Regions from separate parts of the Mus musculus genome. Here regions 2, 3 and 4 are each linked to region 1. The links are chromatin contacts, called in public Hi-C and HiCAR-type maps. All regions are on one chromosome and are shown on one strand. Each heading gives the region's core, a stretch centred on a gene start, on an enhancer-like site or on the middle of the called end of the contact. The rest is flanking DNA. Distances are from core to core; before and after follow the strand shown.

What was found. Hi-C and Micro-C count contacts between places; a contact is called where the count stands out from the background. HiCAR-type assays count read pairs that join an accessible place to other places.
Region 2: a contact with region 1 is called in a Hi-C map of uterus, with 4 times the contacts expected there. The contact joins two enhancer-like sites.
Region 3: a contact with region 1 is called in a HiCAR-type map of fibro-adipogenic progenitors, with 4 times the contacts expected there. The contact joins two enhancer-like sites. A contact is called at or near these places in 1 of 484 Hi-C or Micro-C datasets (nephron progenitors) and 1 of 115 datasets of contacts at active chromatin or transcription factors (fibro-adipogenic progenitors).
Region 4: a contact with region 1 is called in a Hi-C map of uterus, with 4 times the contacts expected there. The contact joins two enhancer-like sites. A contact is called at or near these places in 4 of 39 promoter capture datasets (the 3T3-L1 cell line, 3T3-L1-derived adipocytes and cranial neural crest), 10 of 484 Hi-C or Micro-C datasets (the 3T3-L1 cell line, the HL-1 cell line, adipose-derived mesenchymal stem cells and 2 more) and 8 of 115 datasets of contacts at active chromatin or transcription factors (craniofacial prominence, embryonic forebrain, embryonic hindbrain and 5 more).

Annotation. Positions count from the first base shown.
Region 1 is chr9:41,325,309-41,328,807 of GRCm38.p6, reverse strand. No RefSeq gene overlaps it. Among named protein-coding and RNA genes, the nearest start is that of Gm25401, 12 kb to the left of the region's middle. Within about 2 kb of position 1,762, at least 122 of the 459 cell types and tissues checked have an H3K27ac peak or open chromatin away from gene starts, as enhancers often do. A contact at or near this core is called in embryonic fibroblasts, embryonic forebrain, fibro-adipogenic progenitors and 2 more, where this site is marked.
Region 2 is chr9:41,833,254-41,836,752 of GRCm38.p6, reverse strand. Gm35940 (a long non-coding RNA gene) reads right to left here. Exons shown (of 3, transcript XR_379298.3): 3 at 2,236-3,499. Among named protein-coding and RNA genes, the nearest start is that of Gm35940, 29 kb to the right of the region's middle. Within about 2 kb of position 1,897, at least 19 of the 459 cell types and tissues checked have an H3K27ac peak or open chromatin away from gene starts, as enhancers often do. A contact at or near this core is called in uterus, where this site is marked.
Region 3 is chr9:41,807,514-41,811,012 of GRCm38.p6, reverse strand. All of the region lies in intron 1 of Gm35940 (a long non-coding RNA gene), which reads right to left. Among named protein-coding and RNA genes, the nearest start is that of Gm35940, 3.6 kb to the right of the region's middle. Within about 2 kb of position 1,977, at least 60 of the 459 cell types and tissues checked have an H3K27ac peak or open chromatin away from gene starts, as enhancers often do. A contact at or near this core is called in fibro-adipogenic progenitors, where this site is marked.
Region 4 is chr9:41,584,870-41,588,368 of GRCm38.p6, reverse strand. All of the region lies in intron 4 of Mir100hg (Mir100 Mirlet7a-2 Mir125b-1 cluster host gene), which reads right to left. Among named protein-coding and RNA genes, the nearest start is that of Mir125b-1, 4.7 kb to the right of the region's middle. Within about 2 kb of position 1,903, at least 67 of the 459 cell types and tissues checked have an H3K27ac peak or open chromatin away from gene starts, as enhancers often do. A contact at or near this core is called in embryonic fibroblasts, embryonic forebrain, forebrain and 1 more, where this site is marked.

The sequences.
Region 1 (3,499 bases), core at 513-3,012:
TCCCAGCCAGGGTGGATCTGCCTCTCCCTCCTGATCTCCCCTGAGGTCCTGTGACTCACAGCTCTCCACACCTGCTGCCCCTTAAGAGCAGATAGACATAAGTTAAGAGAACAAGGTCAGCTCACAGGCCATGCATTCTTTGACCACACGCCCCGCCTCTCTCAGGCCTTCCTGGGAGCAGAGGGTAATTAGGAGCTGGTGCTGCCGTATTTGACCCTATGAAAATGCAAGAGCTTTCATTTACGTGCCCTGAATAGATGGCACGTCTGACTTACATATTGGTAGCCTGTGATGTACTGGATGCCAGCAAATATTTAATCCCAGACAAATCAATAATACTTAACTTGCCCTTTTGCTTTGAAAAGGAAAAAAAAATTCCCCTTTGCTCTAAAGATTTGTGCATAATATTGCAAAATAGCTCAGGACACAGTCTCCCTTCAAGCCGTGTAGTTTCCTAAGCCCAGCCCTCAGATATTTTTAAAGGAACTGTCTTTGCACACTTGCTTGCTCTGCTGAGTGTGACATCATCATCACCTGATGTTACAGAACAATGCTTTAAAGTTGGATCCACTTTCTCAAAAAAAAAAAAAAAAAGAAAGAAAGAAAAAAAAAGATTTAAAGGTGCAAACCTCAGTAAATCAGTGAGTTCACAGCACATGATATTTTTCTTGGCTTGCATCTAGTTCCCATGAGGATCTTGATTTAAATTGTTCATTACAAACTGTCTCTGCCTTCTGCTGGTTATCTCCCTCCAAAACTACACTTTATCACTACACATACTCTTAAAAAGATACAGTCGTTCCTGAGAAGCAGAGAGTTGAATATTTTTTTAAAAAGACATTTTTTTGCACATTAAACAGGAAAAAAGCTCTTCTCTCTCTCTCTCTCTCTCTCTCTCTCTCTCTCTCTCTCTCTCTCTCTCTCTCTCCCCCTCCCCCCCATCCCCAAGGGTTCTCAATTCAGCCTCCAAACCTACCAAAAGTTTCAGAAACAATGACAGAAATAAGCTAACTCCCTTCTATCTTTGGCAGCACAAAAGCTAACTTCATGAAAGCCACCCTTGCCAAGAATTAATGCCATGCAAACCACATCCACATTTGACTGTGACTGCTACATCGGTTCACCACAATATTTACTTGAAAAACATATAATTTGCAGTAGAGAAGAAAGAGAAAGAAGAAAGAGAAAACTCCTGTACCAAAAAAAAAAAGTTTCTTTCAAATGCAAATTAATCCAAAGATATATCTTTCCCTGTTTTTGGAAAATCACTCTAGCATAAGAAAACCATAGTTCGCGTGGGAAAAAAAATATTGGTATATGAACACCCACCAGTTGAAAAGACAATTAAATTGCTGTCAGTTCCCTGAACTACTAAGAAAAGACGACTCCTGACTCTGGAAGCCTTGAGAGTACTTGATTAGCTTCTACTGACCTAAGAAGTCTTCTGGTCCCAGGTAGCCAACAACATTCTTTTCTTCTCCAGTGAGATGCTGGTGTGAACATCAGAGGGCATTGTATTACTGAACTGATCAGAAAATAACATTGTTACTGATCTTCTGAGAGAGAGAGAGAGAGAGAGAGAGAGAGAGAGAGAGAGAGAGAGAGAGAGAGAGGCAAAGCACAATGTAATGGAGCATTCTTCCTGGTAGGGAAAAAAAAAAGTAAAGGCAGCCCTGCTGGACTGAGTTCAAACATAGCTGACAGACTCCGGGAGAATTTACACTGAGCATGCTTGCCTGCGCGGCTTGCATGAGACACTCTTAATGAATATTACTTCCTTCCCACTGGCTAGCCCTGGAAGTCCACACCCTCCCCTCTTTCAGAAGTCAGGAACTTAGCATCAGCCAAAGCCCAGAAAACAGACTTCCAGGGAGGCCTTGTCTCCCTGATCCATAAACTTTCAGGTTATGACCTGCGGGTCAGCATGACAAATAGAACATGGGGTGAGTTTTCTCTGCCCTTGATTATGTTCCCGGCTTTGTGCCTGCCTGTCCGAAATGGCAGCTACCCCAGAGAGAAGAAAAACAGACGGCTGGCTTTTTCTCTAAAGAAAGAGCTGTCCCAAATGCCTGGATAAAGGCCTTTCTCCAGCCAGCTCTGGGAGCCAGGTCAGAAGGAAGGTTTTTCTTGTGACTTAAAATTCATTGCAATTATTTTTAACTTCTGGCTACAATGAACTAAAATGCCTACCAGTTTTGAAAGCTTACCTGTCACCTCTCTCTAAAATGCTGTGTAACTAAATCTAATCTAAGAATACGCTTAGAATCCATTTTAGCCTGATGTGTCTAACATGCGCATTGCATCCGTGGGCATTCAGCCGACACTGTAAGGCAGGTATTTCTTATTGTTGTGGTTGTTGCTGCTGCGGCTGCCACTGTTGCTTTCCATACAATATTTTCCCTTTCCCTAAGACAGAAAGTCTAAAAATTTAAAAATAGGCTATTTTTCTGACGGTCTTGGAAGACAAGATTGTTACTCAGGGAAGAGGGGACGTGGGGAGGGAAGCCTCAGACAGCATTCACAACAAAAACAGAGGGCACTTTCCTTTTTGAGGAATGATATTGAAATCTATTTTATTATCCACCTGATATTTTCAGATTCCCGTTTATAAGTGCCAAATGACAGTTATATAACATTAAATACTCATTTAAATGACAGTGCTTACTTATCCAGCAAGCTCCAGCAAAGCACACACAGAGTTTTGTTTGAAAAACAATGACATTAGAGTTTAAAAGGGCAAAAGAAACTACGCTTACAAAGAAACATTATCCTCGCAAGCCTCTGAGACAAAGCTTGCCTGGCCAGCATTGATCCATGATTGACAAAAGGTATCTGTCTAAACCTGACAAGAAAGCCAGCTTCTCCTAGGGCCTGTAGCCATGACACAGCCATGCTGTGCTTCTGGTTGGTCCTGTTGTCTGAGGCTGTTGTTACACAAACATCTCCTTGCCTCCTGCTCTTGAACAAATTCAGTCACTCACACGTGCCTCCTTTTCTGTAATTCTGAGAATTTTGGGAGTGTTCAGACATGGGACTTGTTTTGTTTGTTTTCATGCTTTCTCTAAGGGAAGAAAAAAGCTGAGCCCCCCTCCCCAACACACATACACACTGCAAGGTGTTTATATGTACGAGAAAGAGAGCAAATGGATTTCTCAGATGTTAGATTAAGCCAGAGAAAAAGAGAGTTTGGAATGGCTGAACCATCCTCATGGCAAGACATCGTAGAGGTCAGAGAGGACCCATGGCACAGCAAAAAGGGCAGGGACCCTCAGCCTGTAGTAGTGTCTTAGCCTACAACGTCTCCACCCCCCTTCACCAGGGCCCATGTTTGTGTCTCTCTCTCCATAACATAGTGTGACCTCTGGATCTAGTTTCCTGTTCTAGGCAACACGAAGACCTGAGTGAGGTTGGCCATGCTTTTCTTCAGTCAAAAACATCAGAGACATGTTAGGAAATAGTCGTGAAGGCATGGCTGGGATACACCCTAGAAGCCTCTGTA
Region 2 (3,499 bases), core at 648-3,147, 510 kb before region 1:
TAGACTGTAGACTCTAGAGGGAAAATACCACTTTACATGTTTAAGTTGAAGATAAAATAAGAAGCCAGTTAGCTAGCACCCTTTCTTTTAACATATAAATAGAAAAGCAGCTAGCACACAACCTGCTTTAAACCCTGGACCATCTAATTTTTAGATCCTTGAGTTAGCCACTGCAGGCCAGGAGAGTAGAGTTATGGGCATAAAGGAATAACATTCTTCCATCTGCGTACAAGTGGGCAGTTTTCAAAGGCTGTCTGTCACCTTGAATCTGGTGATCTCTGTCTGTTTAGATGGAAGATGGGGGCTCTCTAGAGGAAGTTGGAGGAGTCGACATTTTATCAACATAGACTTACTTTAGAGTTTGAAGTAGATCAATCATTTCTACCTCTACCCTCTTTAGCCTGCTATGATTTCCCAGCAAGAAAAATGTATTTTCTCTATGTATTTTCTCTAGTGATAAATCCATCATGGTGTCCCATGTTCTTCTTTTGAGAAAGGAATTCAGAGGACTACAATCTATACGCCTACAGCTTACAAAGCCCAGAGACCTAAGGAATTAAGTATTAGCACAGTCCAGGTGTGAATACTTACACAGTGTGATGGTTTGTACTCAATACCAGCTTGGTAGGATCTAAAGCCGCTCGGAGACAAACCCCTGAGGATGTTCATGAAGGGTTTTCTTTTAGACTAGCATCAGCAAGGTGAGACATATAACTGCTTGGCTGAATACAGAAGAGAGGGCCAGCTGAGCACCAGCTAGCGCCCATGGCTCTCTGCTTCCAGAACACAGATGTAATATGGGCAGTTGTCGTATGCTCCTTCCTGGCCATGATCGGCCATAGGCTCAAGGTATGAGCTCCAGTAGACCGTTCCTCTCTTACATTGTTTTTTGTCAGGTGGTTTGCTGACCTTTGAAATTGCCAGCACCACAATATTGCCAGGTACAAAGCTCAGAGTAGAGACCCGAGCAAATGAGTAAATAAGTAAATATCATTAGATTTTCTTTTTCAGATATTTCTTGGTTTATTAGTTTCTATTGGGCAGGATGCATAACTATCCAGGGATGTATAATGATGTCGGACTGTGAATTTTACGTGCCTGTCTGACATGTGGGTGCTCCTTGACCCTGACCTTTGTCCTTTTGCTTCCAGGTTAGTTTATGGGCCAGGTGAATGATATAATCCCACAGAATCCATGGTTGCACTTGGAGGGTGAACCTTGTCTTCTGTCTTGCAGACTCTGCTTCCAGAACAGACGGCTCCCTTCAAGAGAACCCAGTAGTTCACTCCCAGGTCTCAAAGGTGCTTGGAGTCAGCTAGGTTTCAGAGTAGTTTCAGATCAATCTCAAGAAGGAGGAAGCAGGCAAACCAACTGGTTATTGTCACAGGATTCTTTGTTTTGCACAGTCCAGCAAATTTTCCTTCTTCTATGACTATTGCAAAGGAGTGGGGGCAACAGAGGTGGGAGTGTAGGCCATGAATATTTAATCATGGCAAAGCAGGAACATATTATTTAGACAAACTGCTTAATAGCAACACTAGCCCCTCCTTTTTGGGGGGTGGCAGGGGTGCTGTCTCAACAACCCAGCTCCAGTCTTATGCATGCTTTAATCTTGGTTTCCTTTGAGGGGCTCCCATCTCTCCATCAAACTGCATCTCTAATTTAAACAGCTGTTAATAAGGGTTAAATCTGCAGGCTGAGCAGGCCCTTCACTCGTTACTTGCGAAGGGGAGGGGGGAATCAATGGAGCAGGAAGCCAGAGGGGCGTCCATTTTGAAAAGGTGTAATGAATTACGTTTCCTTAGTAAAGCTGGCAACCTCCAGTCCAGCTCCCACCGCCTGCCTTTCACATACTCAAGCCCTCTGTGACACATCAAATTTAATGAGACTGCACAGATCTCAAATAAGGAAGGGGAGCGTTGTTACTACCGCTGCCTGGGCACTTTATTAAGGAGGATCAGAGAGAACTCTCTGGCTTTAAAAAGAGCCCTTAAAGGCGAAGGGTATTTTGGCATGAGTGGAGGGAGGTCTCCGATTGCCATGGTTCAGGTCCCCTCTGGAGCATTTTAACAACCCAAGTTCAGTGTGAGCTTTGGGATCACAGGGTTAGCAAACAGCTCCTCAAACCTCAGGACCACTACAACCAAGAGGATTGTGGTAGGTAACGAGGAAGGTTTTGATTTAAGCTATCCCCCCACCCCAAGGCCATTAGAAGCACACAGAGAGAAGCCAGTATTTCTGTCGTAGGTTTGAGAGGCAGTGTATTATCCAGATACCAAGAGACATTATCTCATGTGCCGTTCTTGTTAGTAATTCATCAAGCTGAAAAGAGAAAATACTTTAACCTGGATCTTCAGTGGACTTGTTTACAATACGAGAAGGGTAAGGGTAGGCTTTGACTTGACACCAAAATTTAGTTAAAGTTCTGGTCAGTTTCAGAGAACAAAAGAAGTGACTCATGATATGCCAAGCCAAGAAAGTTTGTGACAGGCATTCACATCTTCAGAGAAAAAAATTTTCTTTTTCTGGTTTCTAGAACTTTTTTTTCTTAACCTCCTAATCAGTGTTAAGATTTTTTTTCTCTCTTTTACCCTATGTGAGAGAAAAATGTAAAATAAAATAAGACAAAAGATTTTTGACCTTTTACATTAACCTGTAGTCATTTGCCAGATACGGGGGCTGAGTGGTTTATGGTCCTGACATTGTAAGGAGCATGCTTACAGAGTGCCAAGCCATAATGGGTTTTGATCAGTAGGTTGCCATGTGTGACCTTGGGCATAGTCCATATTAATTATCAATATCTAGCACATAGCAGGAGTAGTATTAATGGCCACTGACACATGGACACACTTCTGTGCTGTAGATGTGGTTATTGTCATTTCACAGATCGGGGCCCACAGCCTAGCAATGGGTTTGAGGTCACCTTGCTAGTGAGACGCAGAGCCATGCATCTTTATCTGGTCTTCCTCCTACAAAGCCTGAACTCCTAATCACAGTTTTCATGTTTCAACCCTGCTCTTTTTAAAAGCCTTCTTTGGGGCTAGAGAGAGAAAGTTAAAGAGCACTTGCTTCTCTTTCAAAGGATTTGTTTCCCAGCATTCATGCTGAGTGGCTCACAACCATCTGTAACTCTACACTCCAGGGGGCTCTGGTGCCCTCTTCTGGTGTCTGATGGTACATGCATGCATGTGTGCATACACATACAGTTAGACACACATACACATAAATAATAATTAAAAAAAACTAAGACTCTAGAAACATATAGAAACCAACAAAGAGTATTCATTGTGTTTCAGTGAAGTAAAATAACTATTGATGTAGTAGTTCGGCTTCCCTTTGGCCAGCCTTCTAACCTCATCTTCTAGTCTACATTTGTTAGGTTTGCATTGGAGTTCCTGGTCCAGTTTCATTCTCTATTCACATGGTCCTCTCTTCAAAGCCATCACATCTTTTCCTTGAGTTTTCCACTTTGAGAATTACTTTGGCTATCTTCCTCTGT
Region 3 (3,499 bases), core at 728-3,227, 480 kb before region 1:
AGGTGCGGGACCCTGAGACTTAGACACAGAAGTGCTTGCTGTCTTACTGGTCCCTCCACATGAAGATGAAAGAATTATCCTGTCAGTAGAGTGTGATGGTCAGAAAAATGCGTTCTCTTAATTAATTAATGACACTGGCTCTGTCCGAATCAATCTGTGGGAGATGGAATGCATCTCTGAGGTGAAGCATTATGGCTTTATGTGGAAGCAGACAAGCAGGGCGAGAGATTTTAAATACTGTCCATCCCCAGCATTAAGTGCCCCAGTTCTGATGAGAATCTGGTTTTCCAGACTGTTACTTCATCCCAGGTATTTGTTCCACTTCATCAATATATAACTATAATGTAGATTATATATACACACATATATATATACACACATATATACATATATATGTGTGTGTGTGTATATACATAAATATATATTTAAAGTGTAGCATTTATTGCCTTAAAAGGCTGAGGGAGACATGGCAAATAGTAAAGTGGTTCAACGTTGATAAACCGGATTGGCATGACTATATAACCCAAGGAAGAATTTAAATCTTCTAATCTCTAAGTTTCCCCTTCCATATAATGGTGAAATTAAGGGTATAGTCAGTTTATGTACATAAAAGTCATGCCAGTGTGGCACAATTGTCTCTTTCAACACCTTAGTTGTTGCTTTGTGTGTGTGCAGAGTGTAGTGATGGAAGGCGGCTTGATGCTTCACACACTTGATCTAAGGTCCTACATGTTTATCATCTCCTAATTAGAATCCTCAAGAAGTCACTACATGCATTAAAAACAAAAAACAAAACAGAACAAAACAACTGGTTGTCCAATCATTCTCGGCTTGCTCCTACAGAACATTCAAAAAGGTCTGAAGGTTATGAGGCCATTGACAGGCAGAGCAAAGGAGAAAGGACTGTTTCAGAGCGACCGTGGTTTATCTTGATCTCCGACAGTCTGAACACAGTGTAGAAAGTGAGAGGGTCCATCTGCCTGATTGAGTTCATTAGACAGAAGCCCCATTTCCCTCATTTGGGCAAAGTTCTAGCACTGGGTCTCCAGGCTCGACCTGAACTTTAAGGCAATTAGGCTTTTGGCTGCCTGTCTTCTTGTCCGGGCTATGTTCTTATGCCAGCCCTTAGGAGGCTGCATGTTTCACTCTTCCCTGTGTCTGCAGCTATTCCAACAGTCCAGCAGCCAAATCTTGGCTGTCTATGTCAAAAGTTCTCATTGCATTCCCTTCCAGGCCCACAGGTTTTCATGCTATGGAAAGTATATAAGCCGCCTTGTTCCTGCCTTTCTCGCTCTCCTGCTTTACTGATGAATTGTAACACAGCTCCATTTCTCCCTTCTTCATGGGTTTTCTCTTCTCAGTAGGGCAGGGGAAAACTTTCTTTAAAAGCAACTCCTGGAACATCTCAATCCTTTGGTTCTGCTTGGATCAGAGTAGCCAGTCATTTCCCCATGGTCCTTGGTGGTTTGGTGGTTCTGGCACCGCTTGGGATGATGGAATCTCACTCGGAAATGCTTGCTATGAGGCGTGGCTCAAGCCACTTTCTCTTTCTTCCAGCCAACAGCAAAGCAGCCTGCATTCCTGTGACATTGCTGTGTTTGGGACAGATCCTTTGAAAAGGAAGTGTCCCAACTGGATTTATAGCCATGTTCCTTCTCCATATGTTTATCAACCAAGTTCTTGTGTCCCTCTTGCTCTGCGGGGAGTCTTGAGGCTCCTTTACATCAATGTTTTACATTCTTTCCTGTTTTTCCCCACTCACTCTGAATCCTTAGAGCCCATCCTTTCTTAAGTAGCTCTTCTGTGTCTAGAATCCTGCTTTTCACTATCCTGGCTTTCCATCCCTTCCACGAACTCTTAGCATGGTACCATGGTGCCCTGGAAGGAACATTGAGTGGGTGGCTACATAACTGTGTGACCTCGGGCATGCTACACCACTGCTTTGGGTCTTTGCCTTTTTCTTCTAAACACATGGACTGAATCAAATTATGTTTAAGGGGCCCTTCCTGCTGGGGAAGCATGCTGTGAAGTGTGGGGACTTTCAAAAGCCCTGGAATGCATTGCTCAGCGGAAAATTAGTTGAATCAGTTTGTGGTAGTCTATGATAACAATTCTGGTGACCCTGATCTTCTGACCCAATAGGCTGACTTCTTCCTTCAGTATTCTTCTTAATGCTATCTTAAGATAGACTTTGTGAGTTTCCCAGCTTCATGTGTTACCATTTCTGGCTCTTTCTTATTGATCAGTTCATCACTGGCCACTGAACACAAGTTTTGAAAGTCTTTCATAGTCTGCTTTCTCTTCAGATCTTATAAATCTTTCATTTAAACAAAGTTTTTTTTTCATTCATTCACTCATCCATTTGTTCTCCATTGTACTAGACACTGTCTACAGCTCAGGGAATTGATGCTCAAAGAAATTTAATTTTATTGTTTAAATACTGTTTAGAAAGGACAGCTTTTATCTGCATGTGTCAGTATTGTTTTTAAAACTGTCTTTCAGTTCATTGTATTGGTTTAGAGAGCAAATAAAAAATAAACAAACAAAACCCAGAACTTATTAAAAAAAAGATTTATTCAATTTGGGAGTAAGTATTTCAGGCTGGCTGCAGGTTCCCATGGAAATATTTTGATTCAAATCACTGGATCTGAATCAAACATTAGGGCTTCACTTGGAAACATGGGCCTCACTTAAATCTTCATTGTTACACCTTAAGAATGTCACTTTTTAACATTGCTATAATGACAGATGGGCTGAGTAGGTGTGTGATTCTTACAGTAAGAAAATTAAGGCAGGCACTGCTCAGGAAGATTTTTCTTTGGCTTCTTTATAGTGATTCAGTGAGAAGTAGGCATGAAAAATTACATTGAAGGTAAAACCTCAATATTATGGTCTTCTTTCTTAGTGCTCTATTGCTGTGAAAAGACAGGATGGCCATGGGCATTCATATATGCACATGTATACACACATGCACACACACACACACACACTTAACTGAAATTACAGTTCAGAGGTTTCATCCATTATCATGGTAGAAGCATGACAGCACACAGGTATTCATGGTGCTGGAAATGAAGCTATGAACTTCACGTGTGGATCCACAGGCAGCAGGAAGACAGAGCAACTAGGCCCATCTCCAGTGACACACTTCCTTCAATTAGGCCACACCTCCTAATCCTTTCAAATAGTGCCACTCCTTGATGTCTACACGTTCAAATATAAGATCTTCAAACCCGTCTCTTCAAACCACCACATCAGGCCTTTAGCTTCTTAAAACATGGGTGTAGCTGAATGTGGGGATCAGAAAATTTTAGCAGTGATGTACGGCTCTCAAGCACATAACCATCAAAATTAATTTAAAACCAACCCTATGGTGAACCTGAGGTGTTTCTTGCAGAGTTTGCCTGTACTGTATCACATGACTTCACTGCAGACTTGGTCCTAAACACACAACGTATTCACTTTGCACACAATGTCATACTTGCACAGGGTGTCACAC
Region 4 (3,499 bases), core at 654-3,153, 260 kb before region 1:
AAAAAAGAAACAAGCTATATATGGCTTTGATGTTTTATATAGCCAACCCATGCAAAACAGGCTTTTATATGCTATGTATATTATAAACACTATTAAAAGGAATTTTAAGGAATGAATATGAAGTGGACAGTAGGAGAAAGGTCAGATTCCACATGTTTGTCGAGAGTTAAAAATTTTACAGCTTTGTTCTTTGGGTTCTATACCTACCTAATTGCAAGAGCAGTGGAGTAGCATCATCTATTCAATGCAAAGTTCTCTTGAGATCCTTTTTGTAATTTGAATGAAGAAGCAAAAACTTAGGGCCTCACATAGTCTTACTCTGTAACAATTCTCTAAGCTTGTCTCGACAAGCTCACCACCTACTGCATACATGGCAAATGGCAAGTAGCAGGCTGACCAGCCAACTCACTGTGATCTGCCTGGGCTTTTTCTTAATAGGTAGATCTTGGGGGGGGGGGGCAGCTCGCTGGAGGGGGCTCCCCAGTGGAGCCATCAGTAGATCTCTGGAATCGTGTTGAGGCCCCAAAAGGGAACTGAAGTTAGTGGATAAGAGTCTCAGTTACTCATCTCGTGACATGCAAAATGGAGGGGAAAAACAGAAAATTGTTTATTATTGTTAATGGTTTGATTGCTTTTATTAGATTAAAAATCATCATCTCTGGCAAATGCCATGTCTCTGATTCCAACAAAGGAAATGGATTCCTTATGTGTAATATGTACTTTTCTGTTGTTCTCTGTGCTTCCGAGTTATCCACAGCCAGGATGAAGACCAAACTCACAAAGAACTGCAAATATTTTGCAAAGAATTCAAATTTTCTCCAGTGAGGAGCCTTTGAAAGATCAAGAGTTTGCAACATCTAGGTTTTCCACTTTCATTCTCATGGAAGCACACATGAAGCAAAGTCCTTTTATTCTTGTATTAATTAACAAGGAATTAAAAAAAAAACCCTAAGCTGACTTACAAAGCACTCTCCTCCCAAGCAATTCCAAGCATGAGACATGCCCGAGGATGGGGGGTGATGGGGACACACTCAAGTAGGCTACAGATAAAGCAAAGCACAGCTATATGCACATTAGTATAATTACAGATTGCAAATTATGCCGGATGTATCTAATATCTAATTTTTTGAAAGCTGACTCCACTTGAGACTTCAATAACAGCGTCAACATTTTGCAGGTGGCTTCTCTGTACAGTATCCAATGGGAATTATTCTTCCAATGCTTATAGCCCTCAAGTTAAACCTGGAGCTCCCCCTTAAAGGACCAATGGACACTGAAAACTGAGAATAGCACCTAGACAAAGGAAATGGAGTAGGGGGAGACCCTGGAAGACACTGAGTACAGTTGCTTATTTCTGTGACGATGATACTTACTTGGTTCAAGCAATAAGGAACTTGAACATCCGTCATTAGAAAATGTAGGAGAGGCTACATGCATGTTGAGGAAGCCAACTGAAAGGTTAAGGGTTGGGCATTTCTTAGATCTATGGATAAAAGGGGAAATGAGCATCAAGGTGGCACGCTCTACCTTTGACTCCAAACATTAAGCCTTATGTTAAATCCAACTCATCTAAGACATACAGTTTGTTCGTCTAAAAAAGATCCGCATTCGGCTTTGAGAAACTGGCTTTTGTCCTCGAGCCCTGCATGAATCAATCACCAACCAACTAAAATATATTTGAGATCTCAGAGAAGGAAGAGTACTCTCCAAGTTGATTGGATCCATCTTCTTGATTCCTCCTTAAAGATCTTTCTGCTAATGAGTCAGGGTTGCTGTGGCATTATTTAATTATCCGCACTTCTGTACGATGAAATATGTTGTCGTAGCGCACACTTCACAGTGCAGTGACTGCTCACATGTAATGCTGCCTCCACAGTTAGTACATTCCTTTGTTCTGCTCATAAGTGGTTTCAGAAAAAAGGGGTGGGCCCGGAAGGAGGAGCCTTTGGGGTTTGTAAAATAAAAATCATACATTCCTGGTGCATGTGCAGAATTCGATGCATTTACATGAATTCTGCTTTTGAAATTAAGTTGTGGCTCCACTTGGAATAAGCCAAGGCACATGTCGGGTGACTTCAAATGCAGCCATGAGGCTCTGAGTGGACCTTGAACATCTCTCTAGTGAATACTCACTGTAATGTAATGGGGGACAGAATGACTTGATTTTTTTTTTTAAAATCAGCAAGGAATGTCTTTAACAAGGAAGAAGTAAATTATGATAATTACTCTGAATGGTCGGATCCTTGAGCATTACTAATTAGCATTTATTGCCTGGATTATGGAACAATACAAGTGAAACCAAACTGCAGTTGCTCTTTTACCTTGAAGACTTGAAAAGGCAATGGAGAAAGATCTCTGCAGCCACCTCCGTGATGCAGACTGCAGGCAGTCTACCTCCCCACAGCCTGCAGACTCCCTCCTTATAGAAACACACCCATACGGGCCTCAGCATTTCCGGCCCATTCATCTTTGTGTGTGTGTGTGTGTGTTAGGTTCATATTTGCATGGGCTATCAGGTTCAGGAGACTAATATTCAGGCAAAATATTTTGGCCATAATACCATCTGAGGATGATGTTATCAGTCGGGAGAGCTTAGCAATAAAGAGCTGAAACTCCATGCTCCATGAAAATATGGAATTCTCCCAAAGAGATATTTGACTTAAAAACAGAACAAAGAACTCAGTTCTTGGTGATTGAAATTTTATATTTCCTCACTGACCCTTAGGACTGAAGCTTAAAAGAAAATAGCTAAGAAAAATAATGGGTTTTTGGTATAAGTACCTTTATTTGTTTATCTATCTATCTATTTATTTTCCATTAGAAATCTGTGATGATATAGGTTCTGAAATTAGAAAACAAAAATTAGATGTTCATGAACAGGTTGGCAGCACTAAATAAATGCCATTGTTAAAATTTAGCAACCAAATTTTTTAAATAAGCCACCAGGTATAATATAAGGAGAGAAAGGAGGAAGAAGAAAAAAAAAAAAGACTCCCTGAGCCGTTTATCACTCTGCAATCTCTGCCGTTCTCCACATCCCATTATAACGAATGAAGAGAAAAGACTATGGTCAGCCAGAAAATGGGCCCCAAATACAGTCACTGCTCTTCCAAATACCGTCCATGGTTTCCCCACCCTGGGCCCTTTTAGCCTGAAAGAATAAGTTTGCTTAAATCTGTGAGGAGATTAAATAGACTGGTGATAGAAATTAATTCTGCCGAATGAGCAAATGCATTCGAGTTGCCCAGATGCAAATAAGATAGATAATACTTTTCTTTGCCTTTGACATGCTAGGCGGATTAGTTTAGAATGTTAAATCTGATTTTATTAGAATATATTAGCAGTGTTTTAATTAATACCAATCAAACGTTTTTCTTTCCCTGGGGCTTGATATGTTCCTAACACTTTCTAAATCATCTGTTTTCCCCTCCAGAAAAAAAAAAAAAGAAAAAAAAAACAGAAAAACCCTACAAAATCACCAAATCACCCTTTGTTACAG